Linked DNA regions of Macaca mulatta: region 2 is linked to region 1. The links are chromatin contacts, called in public Hi-C maps. All regions are on one chromosome and are shown on one strand. The core of a region is the stretch at or near the end of the contact, and the rest is flanking DNA. Distances in the headings are between cores, read along the strand shown. Region 1 overlaps LOC144329841 (a long non-coding RNA gene). Region 2 overlaps INO80 (INO80 complex ATPase subunit).

Region 1 (5,740 bases), core at 1,564-4,063:
TCAAGACCAGCCTGGGCAACCTAGCAAGACCCCCGTCACTACAAAAAATAAAAATAAAAATTAGCCAGGTGTGGCGTCTATAGTCCTTGCTACTCAGGAGCCTGGGGCGGGAGGATCACTTGAGCCCAGGAATTCAAGGCTGCAGTGAGCTATGTTCGCGCCACTGCACACCAGCCTAGGCAATACAGCAAGGTGTTGTTTCTATTTTTAAAAAAAAAAGCCGGGCGCAGTGGCTCAAGCCTGTAATCCCAGCACTTTGGGAGGCCGAGACGGGTGGATCACGAGGTCAGAAGATCGAGACCATCCTGGCTAACATGGTGAAACCCCGTCTCTACTAAAAAATACAAAAAACTAGCCGGGCGAGGTGGCGGGCGCCTGTAGTCCCAGCTACTCGGGAGGCTGAGGCAGGAGAATGGCGTGAACCCGGGAGGCGGATCTTGCAGTGAGCCGCGATCCAGCCACTGCACTCCAGCCTGGGCGACAGAGCGAGACTCCGTCTCAAAAAAACAAAAAACAAAAAACAAAAAAAAAAAACAGAGAGAGAGAGATTGAGCTAGGAGAGGAGAACAGGCTCAGTGAACAGGGGTGTGTGTGCCTCCAGCCCAGTTTCCATTGGAGAATCTCAGCATATCAATTTCAAGTACTGGACATTCATGAACGTTTTTATTTGAACAAGGCTTCCACAGCACTTTACAGTCTCTATCTGAGGTCTCTGCAGCTCTGGCCTGCTGGGAGTTGTGAACAGTTTAGGTCCTGGCCTGGGAAGAGAAACCAGAGGACCTGGTGAGGGAAGTGGGGTTCACCTTCCAGCCCTATGGGGATGCCGGTAGGGAGCAGGTCAAGGGTCAGAACTGGGAGATCATGCCATGGAGGGAAGGGGAGCTGCAGGCACCTGCCTCTGCACCTGGCAAACACAAACAGACCTTTGGTCACAGCAGCCTGGGAACCAGAAGCAGCAGCCACCTTCCTGGGGGCCAGACCAGTGACCCTTTCCCTTTTCTCTGCCCAAGCTTATTCTCAGTGGACATGGGTTGCTGGCCACCAAACTAAGGCCGTGCAACCTCTCCTGACCTCACAGTATGGTTTCTGACTGCTCAGTAAGGGCTGGTTCAAGGTGAAAGCTGAGCCACGGTAAAGCTGCTCAGGGAGAGGAAAGCACCCAATTACCAGGCATCTGGAGAGGGGCCAATCCCCTTGAAACGACAACCTTATTTTGTGGCCCTTTTATTGGTCATCCTAGACCAAAGTTTGCCCCTCTGCCTCAGTTTTCCTTTTGGGAATCCAGGCATGAGAATGGTGGCCTCTCCTGGTGGCTTCAGCATGCATGGCTCCCTGAATATCATCTCCATGCTCCAGGCGGAGGAAAAAGCTGAGGGCTCCAGCTGCCCCAACACCAGAACTTTCTAGCATCCTGTCCCACTGCCTGCCCCAGGCCTGCCTCTGACCACCATTCACCCTCAACCTGCTACAGGGCCCAGTCTCACCCCACATAAGCAAAGCTGCCAGCAGGGTCCTTTGTGGTGCTGCTCCCGTGTGGCACTGCCTAGGGGCCCCACCATGGGGCAACAGATGGACCTATGGTCTCTCTAGAACAATGGTGGGGGAGGGGCCCTGGCATCGCCCGCCCCAAACAGGAAGCACTGCGTGAGCTTCAAAGGGCTGGCAGGGCCAAGGGGCTGAGTGAGGGAGCCAGTGCCAGGACTGGCGGCTGCCTGAAGAGATGCCTGCCAGCCTCGGGATGCCCAGCCTGGTGGTGGAGGTGGGGTTGCGGTGGCCAGGGCAGCTGGCTCTTGAGCAGAAGATGTCTGGCACCCTGAGGACAGCAGCCTGTAACCTGGGAGCAGGTTAAGGAAAGGGGGCATGGACATTGCTGTTTCCCGGTTGAACTGTCACTCGCCAGCGGGGCTGCAGGTTCTTTCCCAGGCCGCGGCTGGCCTGGCCCTCCGGCAACTAAGCATGAGGGGCAGGGCTGGCACCAAGCCCGCCGCCCACTCCCTGCCTCCTGCTCCCAGCTGCTCCGCTCAGAGCCTTTTCCTCTCCACTTCCTGTTCACACAGGGGGGGCGGGAAGTGGAGGGAGGAAGTTGGGGGGAGGCGTGTAGGGGGGACCCATTGAATAAAAGGAATTAACCGTTTCCCTCCTCTGACCTCTGGGAATTTCCGCCTGTGAAAGTGTCTCGAAGAATCAGTACGGCTGGGAGAGTGGAGGGGAACTGCGCCCCCTCTTGTCCCCCTTCCCCCACCCGGTGGGGATGGGGCCAGATAACTCCCTCTGGGCCCCTAACCTTTGTTTCCCTGGCGCCAGGGGGCAGAGCCAACGGAGGCCTGGAGCCTGATGGCCTCGGAGCCCCCTCCCAACCTTTGGGGTGGGTGCCAGGCCCCAGCCTGCGACCCGAGCCTTTGGGGGAGGGGCAGGAACTAGAACTGGTGGTCTCGGGGAATGAGCTCATACCCGAGCTGGCCAGGCTGAGCCCTGAGCCCTCTCCAGGGCTGGTGCCCTTGGCCAGTTGGCTGCGGTGACAGAAGGGAGGGAGAGGCCGGGCCAGCAGGGCCTGGGACGCTGGGCCGGCACACCCTCCGGCGGCCACACCCCCGGGAGCCAGGGTAGGGAGCCAGGGTAGGGAGCGGTGGGCTCTGGAAGCCGGTAGACGGCGCCTCCTAGCGCCTGCTGCAGACTCGGCGGGGCGGCCCCCAGGGCCCTCTCCAGGGCGGGCCTCAGGAAGCACCTGCTCCCCAGGACCAGTGACCGCCCTGCGTCTCCCCCAGGTGGCTTCCTTGTTTACAGGCCTCCTGCCCTGGTCCCAGCGTCACTGCCTGTGGCCACTCCTCCTATTTCCAGTGACCGCTCCAGGAGTAGCTCATTCATCTTGGCCCCTGCCCACACAGCTGCTCCCCCACCCCACCCCCCTCTGGCCCTCCCCCAGGCTTAGGGCCAAAGTCCTGAGGGCCTCCGCTCCGCTCTCCATTCCAGGTCTTGCTTGGCTTCCAGGGATCTAAGAGCTGTGGCTTCCCGTTGCCCTGACTCACCGGAACCCTATTCTGTCCCTGCCAGGGAAGCCTGGGGCCTTTTCCCAGGAAGGAGGAAGCAGCCTAGGACCAGATGGGCTGGCTTGGGAGAAGACAGAAGGGGCAGGGGTGTCCCAGGCTGCTTCAGCCAAGCCTTCTGGGAGCAGGGAGCAATAGGGCAGTGTTTGTTTAACTAACATGTATTAGGCGCTCATTATGTGCAAAGACAGAGGCCGCAGTCTGTTTTCTCTAAGTAAGAAAGTGACCCCTTCAGAGGCAAGCTAAGCTTTATACTCACAGTCGGGGGACAAAGACCCTGGGCCCTCAGCTGACTATGGTAGGTGTAAGGGGAGCCTAGGCCACATGGGGAGAAGGAAGCAGGAGCCCTCCAAACCTCCTGGGACAGTGCGAAGAACAGAATTAGGATGCGCTCTACTCAACGGGACCCCTCCCCCACATCTGCTTTTGGAGGAAGACGGGAGTCTGAGGGGTCATCAAAAATGGGCAGCTTCCCATTAGCCCTCTCAGCTAATAGAGGCCATGAAGAGATCCTCTTGTTCTAGTAGTTAGGGAATTCTGCAGCAAAGTTCAACCTATACTGCAGGAGATAAAATTCTTTAAAAAAACAAAACAAAAAAAGAGGGTTCTGGCTGGGTACAGTGGCTCATGCCTGTAATACAAACAGTTTGGGAGGGTGAGGTGGGCGGATCACTTGAGGTCAGGAGTTCGAGACCAGCCTGGCCAACATGGTGAAACCCATCTCTACTAAAAATACAAAAATTAGCCAGGCGTGGTGATGTGCACCTGTAATCCCAGCTACTCAGGAGGCTGAGGCAGCAGAATCCTTGAACCTGGAAGGCGGAGGTTGCAGTGAGCCAAAACTGCACCACTGCACTCCAGCCTGGGTGACAGAGCAAGACTTCGTCTCAAAAAAAAAAAAAAAAAAAGAGGGTCCTTGCTCTGTCACCCAGGCTGAAGTGCAGTGGCACATTCATAATTCATTGCAGCTTCACCTCTTGGGCTCAAGCCATCCTCCTTCCTCAGCCTCCCAAGTAGCTAAGACTGCAAGTGTGAGACCCCATGCCTGGCTAGGAAGAGGGGAAAGCAGCCTGCAGTGGCCAGTGATGTTGGCCTAACTGCAGGAACTGTTTTGCCAGCTGATAGATCACACCCACAGAGCTGGGCAGTGCACTGTGAACACCAGTCCACGGGGCAAAGGGTGCTTTGCTGATGTCACGGGGAGGCCACACTCCAGGACTCCCTAGGATTTAGCCACAACTAAAGATGTGTAATTTGTGGGGAGGAGCAGGTCACAGGAGCAAGATGAGAAAACATATCCGCCAGATGCCATGGATACAGGCCACAGCAGTTTCACCTTCATGCTGGGCCTCAACATTGTGGTTAAATGGCAGACAGTGGCAGGGCTGTCTTAAAGCCAGGCAGGAGCGGGGAAGGCAGGGATCCAAACTGGCAGAGGGGCAAGCAAAGTCTAGCATGCCTGAGGGCTACTCGAGGGAGGAAGAATGAGGGGCTTCAAGTTATGGTTAGACAGTGGAGACTCCAAGAAAATTCTTTTTTTTTTTTTTTTTTGTCTCCCAGGCTGGAGTGCAGTGGCATGATCTTAGCTCACTGCAAACTCCACCTCCCGAGTTCACGCCATTCTCCTGCTTCAGCCTCCCAAGCAGCTGGGACTATAGGCGCCCGCCACCACGCCCGGCTAAATTTTTGTGTTTTTTAGTAGAGACGGGGTTTCACCATGTTAGCCAGGATGGTCTCGATCTCCTGACCTCGTGAGCCGCCCACCTTGGCCTCCCAAAGTCCTGGGATTACAGGCGTGACCCACCACACCCGGCTGACTCCAAGAAAATTCTTGGGACACGTAGGGAGGAAGCAAGCACTAACAGAGTGACAGAAATCACTGCTCACAGTTGCCCGAAAGCAAAGGATTCTGTGGGGAGCAGCACCATCTGCTGGCCAAAGGGAAGAACTGCCCCTGCTTCCCAATTCAGGCTGGTTGGCTGCAATCCCCAATGAGCCCTGGAGAGGAAGAGTTGGGGGACAAGGTGAAGGACCATGTGCCAAGGCGTGGGGGCACGTAGGGCCTGGCAGCCTCCCTGTGACACTCCAGCCCCGCCTGGAGATCACTCACACACCACTTGGCCCAGCATCGACACAAAGCCACCAGTGCAGTGCAGACAGTTTAATGCTCTCCACCTCCATCGCCATCACCGACCATCCTCCACAAGGCCCTCAGCACCAGGGCACCCTTCACACTGGAGCCCCAGACAGTGTGCACAAAAGCATGCCCCCACTAGCCTCACTTTCTCACCCAATGCCCAGGACTTCGAAGGCTGCCTTCTCACTTCTGGGACATCTACAGGCAGGTGGAAGAGAAGGCTTCTTCTGAGGCAGAAGAGCTGGAGTTCCAGAGGCCACAGAGTGAACAGACAGAAGGTGCTCTCTCTCTCTCGAGGTGAACAGGATGTGTATGGGGAATGACAGGGACAGAAGAGCTGCTAGAGGCAGGGGTGGAATTGGGTCAGATTTCTGACTTCTCCAGGTAAAGGGCCTCTACCAGGAGGCAGGCTAATGGTCTGGCATAACTGCAGCTCTGAAGAACAGCATGAAAAGCTGGCAGAATACACTCACACCTGACACCTCCTGGCCAACAGCACTACTCTACTCCCGTCAACATGGTCACAGTGTGGCAACTGCAAGATGACTCAGCAGAGCCT
Region 2 (6,203 bases), core at 132-2,631, 130 kb before region 1:
TCACTTGAGTCCAGGAATTTGAGATTACAGTGAGCTATGATCACACCACTGCACCCCAGCCTGGGTAACGAGATCGTGTCTCAAAAAAAAAAAAAAATCTTATTCAGGCAGCAGAGATAGAAAAGAAAATCTTACTTTGCTTAGAAGAATAAAGACAAAAAAGAGAGGCTGTCATAAATATACCATTTAGTTATCTTTCTTAGGGTAGAACAGATTTGAGTCTATTCCAATTAAATGTCATGTTAAAAATTAAAAATGATGGTTGGCAGACACAGAGTACAGTACCAGTATTGATTCTGTCTCCTGTCTGTCTCATTGAAACTGTTGTCATGGTAATGGTCTACTTATGCATAGTATGTGTTGAACTTTTTTTTTTTTTTTTTTTTTTTTTTGAGACAGAGTCTCTGTCAACCAGGCTGGAGTGCAATGGCATGATCTCGGCTCACTGCAACCTCCGCCTCCCGGGTTCAAGCGATTCTTCCGCCTCAGCCTCCTGAGTAACTGGAACTATAGACACATGCCTCCACACCTGGCTAATTTTTGTATTTTTAGTAGAGACGGAGTTTCATTATGTTGGCCAGGCTGGTCTCAAACTCCTGACCTCGTGATCCGCCCTCCTCGGCCACCGAGTGCTGGGATTACAGGCATGAGCCACTACGCCCGGTTGAACGTTTTGTATACTCTACAGCTCTAGTGAGTCAAGCGACTTATAAAAATTGGGGACATTTCAGATTTTGCAATTTAAAATACACAAAGGTTCTAAATATAGAGTTGTTTTGAAAAGAGTGGCATGTGTTAAGTTTTAAACACTATTCTGTATTAAATCCTTAGAGTTTTTTTGACAGGCTATTGATGAAGATTCACCCAAACAGGAAGTTTTCAAAAACTCTTCCACTAAATGTTAATTTTCAGCTATAGTATCTGTATCTATCATCATTTCCTAAGATCGTAAGTGCTACAGATGCCCCTTATGGAAAACTCTGGGAAACTATTGTGTTTGTCTGCATTAATTTTCCCCCTTTTTGTTTGGATGCTTAAAGTATCCATGAAAGTAGAATCAGTGTAATCTAAGAGCTGATTTATCGACACTACTATTTCATTTAAAGTGAAACTTTTTCCTCTGTATCTAAATTTGACATGTTCTTTAAGAAAAGATGTAGAAAGCTAATTTTGAGTAATGGAGACCTAAATTTTTAACATAAGCATTTTTAATTTTAAACAAAACATGTAGCACAAAGCATGGCCTTTTATTAAATGAGTAAGTCTAGGTCTGAGGGAAAAACATCTGTGTGTTTTCTGTGCTGTGCTGTGGCAAGGAGTGTGCAGCTGTGGAGCCTGTCATCCTGGCCTGCTTATTTTCACTTGAGACTTTTGTGTGGTGCGAAAAGAGTCTTTAGAAAAGCCTAACTTCACTACTGTGTGCATATTATAGTCTTGGCGGCAAGACGCACACAGCTGCCAGTGCTTCCAGGGTAATGAGACATTCAAGAGCATGAGAAAGGGACAAAAGAATAGCAAGAGCTGTGACCATGTGAAAACCAAGTCAGATTCCCCATAGTATGGCATTCTTCCTCCCTCCCTCCCTTCTTCCGTCCTTCCTTCCCCTTCCTTCCTTCTCCTTCCTCCCCTCCCTCTCTCCTTCCCTCCCTCCTTCCCTCTTTCTTTTCCTTCCCCTCCTTTCCTTCTTTCTTTCTCCCTCTTCCCTTCTCTATGTCTTTTCTTCTTTCTTTCATGGCTAAGTTAGATTAAAGAAGTAATGGACAAACTTTCTTTTCCATCCACAATATTGCTTAAGGTATTCTTTGTATTCTTCCATGTCAGGCATACATTTTTCATTATCTAGCAATGTCTAGCAGTTCATGTTGCTACGTGAAGGGAAATTGGATAGTGTGTTGGTACCAAGGTTCACATATACTAAACCAGATTTGATGGAACTAATGTTAAGAGAAAAGAATCTAGAAAAGTATATATTGGGTAAAACATTCTAGGAGTAGTCAGGGTTTCTCTAAAGCTGAGGCTATATGTTGAGCATTTTGAACATTGTTACTACTTTTTAAAACCTGGAATCAGAAAACTATACATCACCTTGACTTAGCAACTTCAATGAGAATACTGTTTTAACCCAGCTCATAAAAAATAAGTGAATGAGCCGGGTGCAGTGGCTCACGCCTGTAATTCCAGCACTTTGAGAGGCCAAGGTGGACAGATCATGAGGTCAGGAGTTTGAGACCATCTTGGCCAACATGGTGAAACCCTGTCTCTACTAAAAATACAAAAATTAGCCAGGTGTGGTGGCACACACCTGTAATCCCAGCTACTCAGTAGGCTAAGGCAGGAGAATTACTTGAACCGTGGAGGCGGAGGTTGCAGTGAGATAAGATCACGCCACTGCACTCCATTCTGGGCTACAGAGCGAGACTCAGTCCCCAAAAAAAATGAAATAAAATAAGTGAATGTTGGCCGGGCATGGTGGCTCATGCCTATAATCCCAGCACTTTGGGAGGCTGAGGAGAGGGGATCACTTGTGGCCAGGAGTTTGAGACCAGCCTGACCAACATGGCGAAACCCCATCGCTACTAAGAATACAAAAATTAAAGGCATGGTGGTGCACACCTGTAGGCCCAGCTACTCAGGAGGCTGAGGTAGGAGATTGCTTGAACCTGGGAAGGCGGAGGTTGCAGTGAGCTGAGATCGTGCCACTGCATTCCAGCCTGGTTGACAGAGAGAGGCTCTGTCCCAAAAATAAAAATAAATGAATGTGTTCTAATTTGGGAATGACCACCCTTGGGAATAGAATGTTGCTAGTCAGACTTTTTCCAGAAAGGTGATAACAAATAATGTGCTTTGTTAAAAGAACTCCCTGTGGTGAGTTGTATTCTTTTCTTTCTTTTTTTTTTTTTTATTTTTTTATTTTTATTTTTTTTTTTTGAGACGGAGTCTCGCTCTGTCGCCCAGGCTGGAGTGCAGTGGCCGGATCTCAGCTCACTGCAAGCTCCGCCTCCCGGGTTTACGCCATTCTCCTGCCTCAGCCTCCCCAGTAGCTGGGACTACAGGCGCCCGCCACCTCGCCCGGCTAGTTTTTTGTATTTTTTAGTAGAGACGGGGTTTCACCGGGTTAGCCAGGATGGTCTCGATCTCCTGACCTTGTGATCCGTCCGTCTCGGCCTCCCAAAGTGCTGGGATTACAGGCTTGAGCCACCGCGCCCGGCCTATATTCTTTTCTTACTAATAACTACAGTGCTGAAGAGAAGATAATTGGAGGAAATGTTCATTCTTTTATTTTCTACCTTTATATTATTGGAACAAAGTAAGAAACAGGTTTCTGTTGAATTTTGCCATTTTAGAGTACTCAAAATGAAGATGATTTCATGTGATCCCTGACAGAGACATTATTTAGTTGCTGGTCTGCAGAAGTTAGTAAGAATTCAGAAGTCTTTAGGTCAGCTACTGCTGCTACCTCAGCCATCTGCCCAGGAATGGTCTGATTGACAGTGGATGTCCCAACTGGCAGCCCTGGACTACTACTTAGCTGGCCGTAATGAGCAAGTTGCTAGACTTGCCATCTCTCCAACCTAATGAGGGAGCAAGATGGGCTATTGCTGATGTCACTTTCAGGAAACAAACAAAACACATGGCTACATCTTTTTACCTTTTTCCTCCTAGTTATTCAATATTAGAAGAACAGTCTGACACCTAGCCTACTAATCTTTGTAATGATCCTCATGTTAGACATTCAGGTGATAATGGGCATAACCATGTAGAGAGATAATGAACTTCAATGGAGATGCTACCCAAAATCAAGATGGGAACATAGATGTTATTAAAAGACTGTCAGAAGGTTAAAATTCTTCTTTGGGTAATGACAGGGACCTCAACATTTAGAGAAAAGGCCAAACATATCATAGCTACATGGGCCTAGCAGTATGTCAAATGTTATAAACACTTCTGTAGTCTGTTTTTGTTTTTTTGTTTTTTTGTTTTTTTTGAGACGGAGTCTCGCTGTGTTGCCCAGGCTGGGGTGCAGTGGCGCGATCTCGGCTCACTGCAAGCTCCACCTCCTGGGTTCACGCCATTCTCCTGCCTCAGCCTCCCGAGTAGCTGGGACTACAGGCGCCCGCCACCACGCCCGGCTAGTTTTTTGTATTTTTAGTAGAGACGGGGTTTCACCATGTTAACCAGGGACGGTCTCGATCTCCTGACCTCGTGATTCACCCGTCTCGGCCTCCCAAAGTGCCGGGATTACAGGCTTGAGCCACCGCGCCCGGCCACTTCTGTAGTCTGTAGTTAGAAACCACCTAAAGACAGCCAAGCTATCCTGGAAAATAGCTATAGTCTTCAAATTGTTTGTGACAGTTATTTAGAAGATGCTGATTGGTTCATGGAAACAGGTAACAATGCATATGTCATACTAGACAACTTGAGATCACTCCTTTCAAACTGTGAGCCTTAAGAGATTTCCTTACAGAGATTTAAGCCCTGTGGAAAATAAAGCTGTATAAGTGGAGGATATGAGCTGAACATATTGTCCTCAGAGTGATTTGGTACTGGTATTATAACTATTCTCTTACGGAGGATCCAGGTTGCTGTTCTGATCTTGGAATTTGTATTCTTGACCTTATAACAATGTATAAATTAGACTGCCTTGTATGTTATCTTCATCTACATGGTTATTTTGGTCATCAACCTGCCTTACTGAGATATCAGTAAAACAAATAAGAATGCAGATCCAAAGATAAAATGTATAACATACTGAAGAAGGAACTTCTGCATCTCTGATATAGAACACCATGTCCCACTGAGGACTTATTTGTATGTGAACATTTCATACATAAAATCTTTCATATGACTAGCTGTAACCTGACGCTTTAACATGAGTTATGAAGTCTGTTAAAATCCTTTTTTTTTTTTTTTTGAGACGGGATTTCACTCTTTCACCCAGCTGGAGTGCAATGGCATGATCTCGGCTCACTGCAGCCTCCGCCTCCTGGGTTCAAACAGTTCTGCCTCAGCCTCCTGAGTAGCTGGGATTATAGGCACCTGCCACCACGCTGGCTAATTTCTGTATTTTTAGTAGAGATAGGGTTTCACCATGTTGGCCAGGCTAGTCTCAAACTCCTAACCTCAGGTGATCCACCTAAAGGGGATCCTGGCCTAAAATACATTTTTGATAGAGCAACATAAGTTGACAATAAATATATTTTAAATGGTTGTCAGAGGCACTAAAGAGATACGATTTCCTGTCATTGACCACTTGTATTGATTACTCTGAATAAATTAATAAGAAAACAAATGATGCTAAACTGCCTTAAAGAAAAATTTAGAAGGAAATTGCCAGGTGCAGTGGCTCACGCCTATAATCCCAGCACTTTGGGAGGCCGAGGAGGGTGGATCACCCGAGGTCAGGAGTTCAAGACCAGCCTGGCCAACATGGTGAAACCCCGTCTGTACCCAAAATGCAAAAATTTGCCAGGTGTGGTGATGAATGCCTGTAGTCCCAGCTACTTGGGAGGCTGAGGCTTGAGAATAGCTTGAAGCTGGGAGGTGGAGGTTGCAGTGAGCTGAGATCATGCCACTGTGCTCCAGCCTGAGTGACAGAGCAAGACTCTGTCTCAAAAAAAAAAAAAAAAAAGAGAAAAATTTAGAAGGAAATTGTGTTGGTCATCATTGTTTTCAACACAAGACATGAGTTTGCATCCACAGTACAACAGATGAACCAAACTTCCCCTGACATTCCCATACAAGTGTTCTGTCTAATGAAGTTTTGCTGTGCCTGTTTTTGATTAACAATATCTCTTCCAGAAAAAGGTAGACTTATAAATGACAGTTGTTTAAGGTGTATTAATAAAACCACATTTTGAAATTAACATAGGCTTCAACTGTATTATATACTTGGATCTAATTAGTGGTTGTTTATTAGAATTAATAGTATTTCAGGGAAGAAAGCTCTTAAAGTTAGATGTTTAATATGTGACTTTTTTTTCATTTTGCTTGCATTAAACATAATTATAATTGGCACTCATTTGCATTTTTATTTTGCAGTCTCTTGTTTTCAGCAGCCACTGTAAAGCAGTGAGTGGCTACTCAGACCAGGTCGTCCATCAGCGGAGATCAGCTACTTCCTCTCTGCGTCGCTGCCTGCTCACTGAGCTGCCATCTTTTTTGTGTGTGGCCAGTCCACGAGTAAGTGCTCCAGGAGGGAAGAG

Evidence for each region. A called contact is a pair of places that touch in the nucleus more often than the background predicts.
Region 2: a Hi-C map of fetal cortex germinal zone shows a contact between it and region 1, with 3 times the contacts expected there. The contact joins two enhancer-like sites. A contact is called at or near these places in 6 of 14 Hi-C or Micro-C datasets (CD4 T cells, blood, cortical neurons and 3 more).

What each region holds. Positions count from the first base shown.
Region 1 is chr7:18,268,099-18,273,838 of T2T-MMU8v2.0, reverse strand. LOC144329841 (a long non-coding RNA gene) reads left to right here. Exons shown (of 5, transcript XR_013395509.1): 5 at 1-3,916. It overlaps VPS18 (VPS18 core subunit of CORVET and HOPS complexes), which reads right to left. Exons shown (of 5, transcript NM_001257653.1): 5 at 5,342-5,740. Among named protein-coding and RNA genes, the nearest start is that of VPS18, 12 kb to the right of the region's middle. Within about 2 kb of position 2,813, at least 13 of the 40 cell types and tissues checked have an H3K27ac peak or open chromatin away from gene starts, as enhancers often do. A contact at or near this core is called in fetal cortex germinal zone, where this site is marked.
Region 2 is chr7:18,393,844-18,400,046 of T2T-MMU8v2.0, reverse strand. It overlaps INO80 (INO80 complex ATPase subunit), which reads left to right. Exons shown (of 36, transcript XM_028850755.2): 25 at 6,040-6,180. Among named protein-coding and RNA genes, the nearest start is that of CHAC1, 78 kb to the right of the region's middle. Within about 2 kb of position 1,381, at least 3 of the 40 cell types and tissues checked have an H3K27ac peak or open chromatin away from gene starts, as enhancers often do. A contact at or near this core is called in fetal cortex germinal zone, where this site is marked.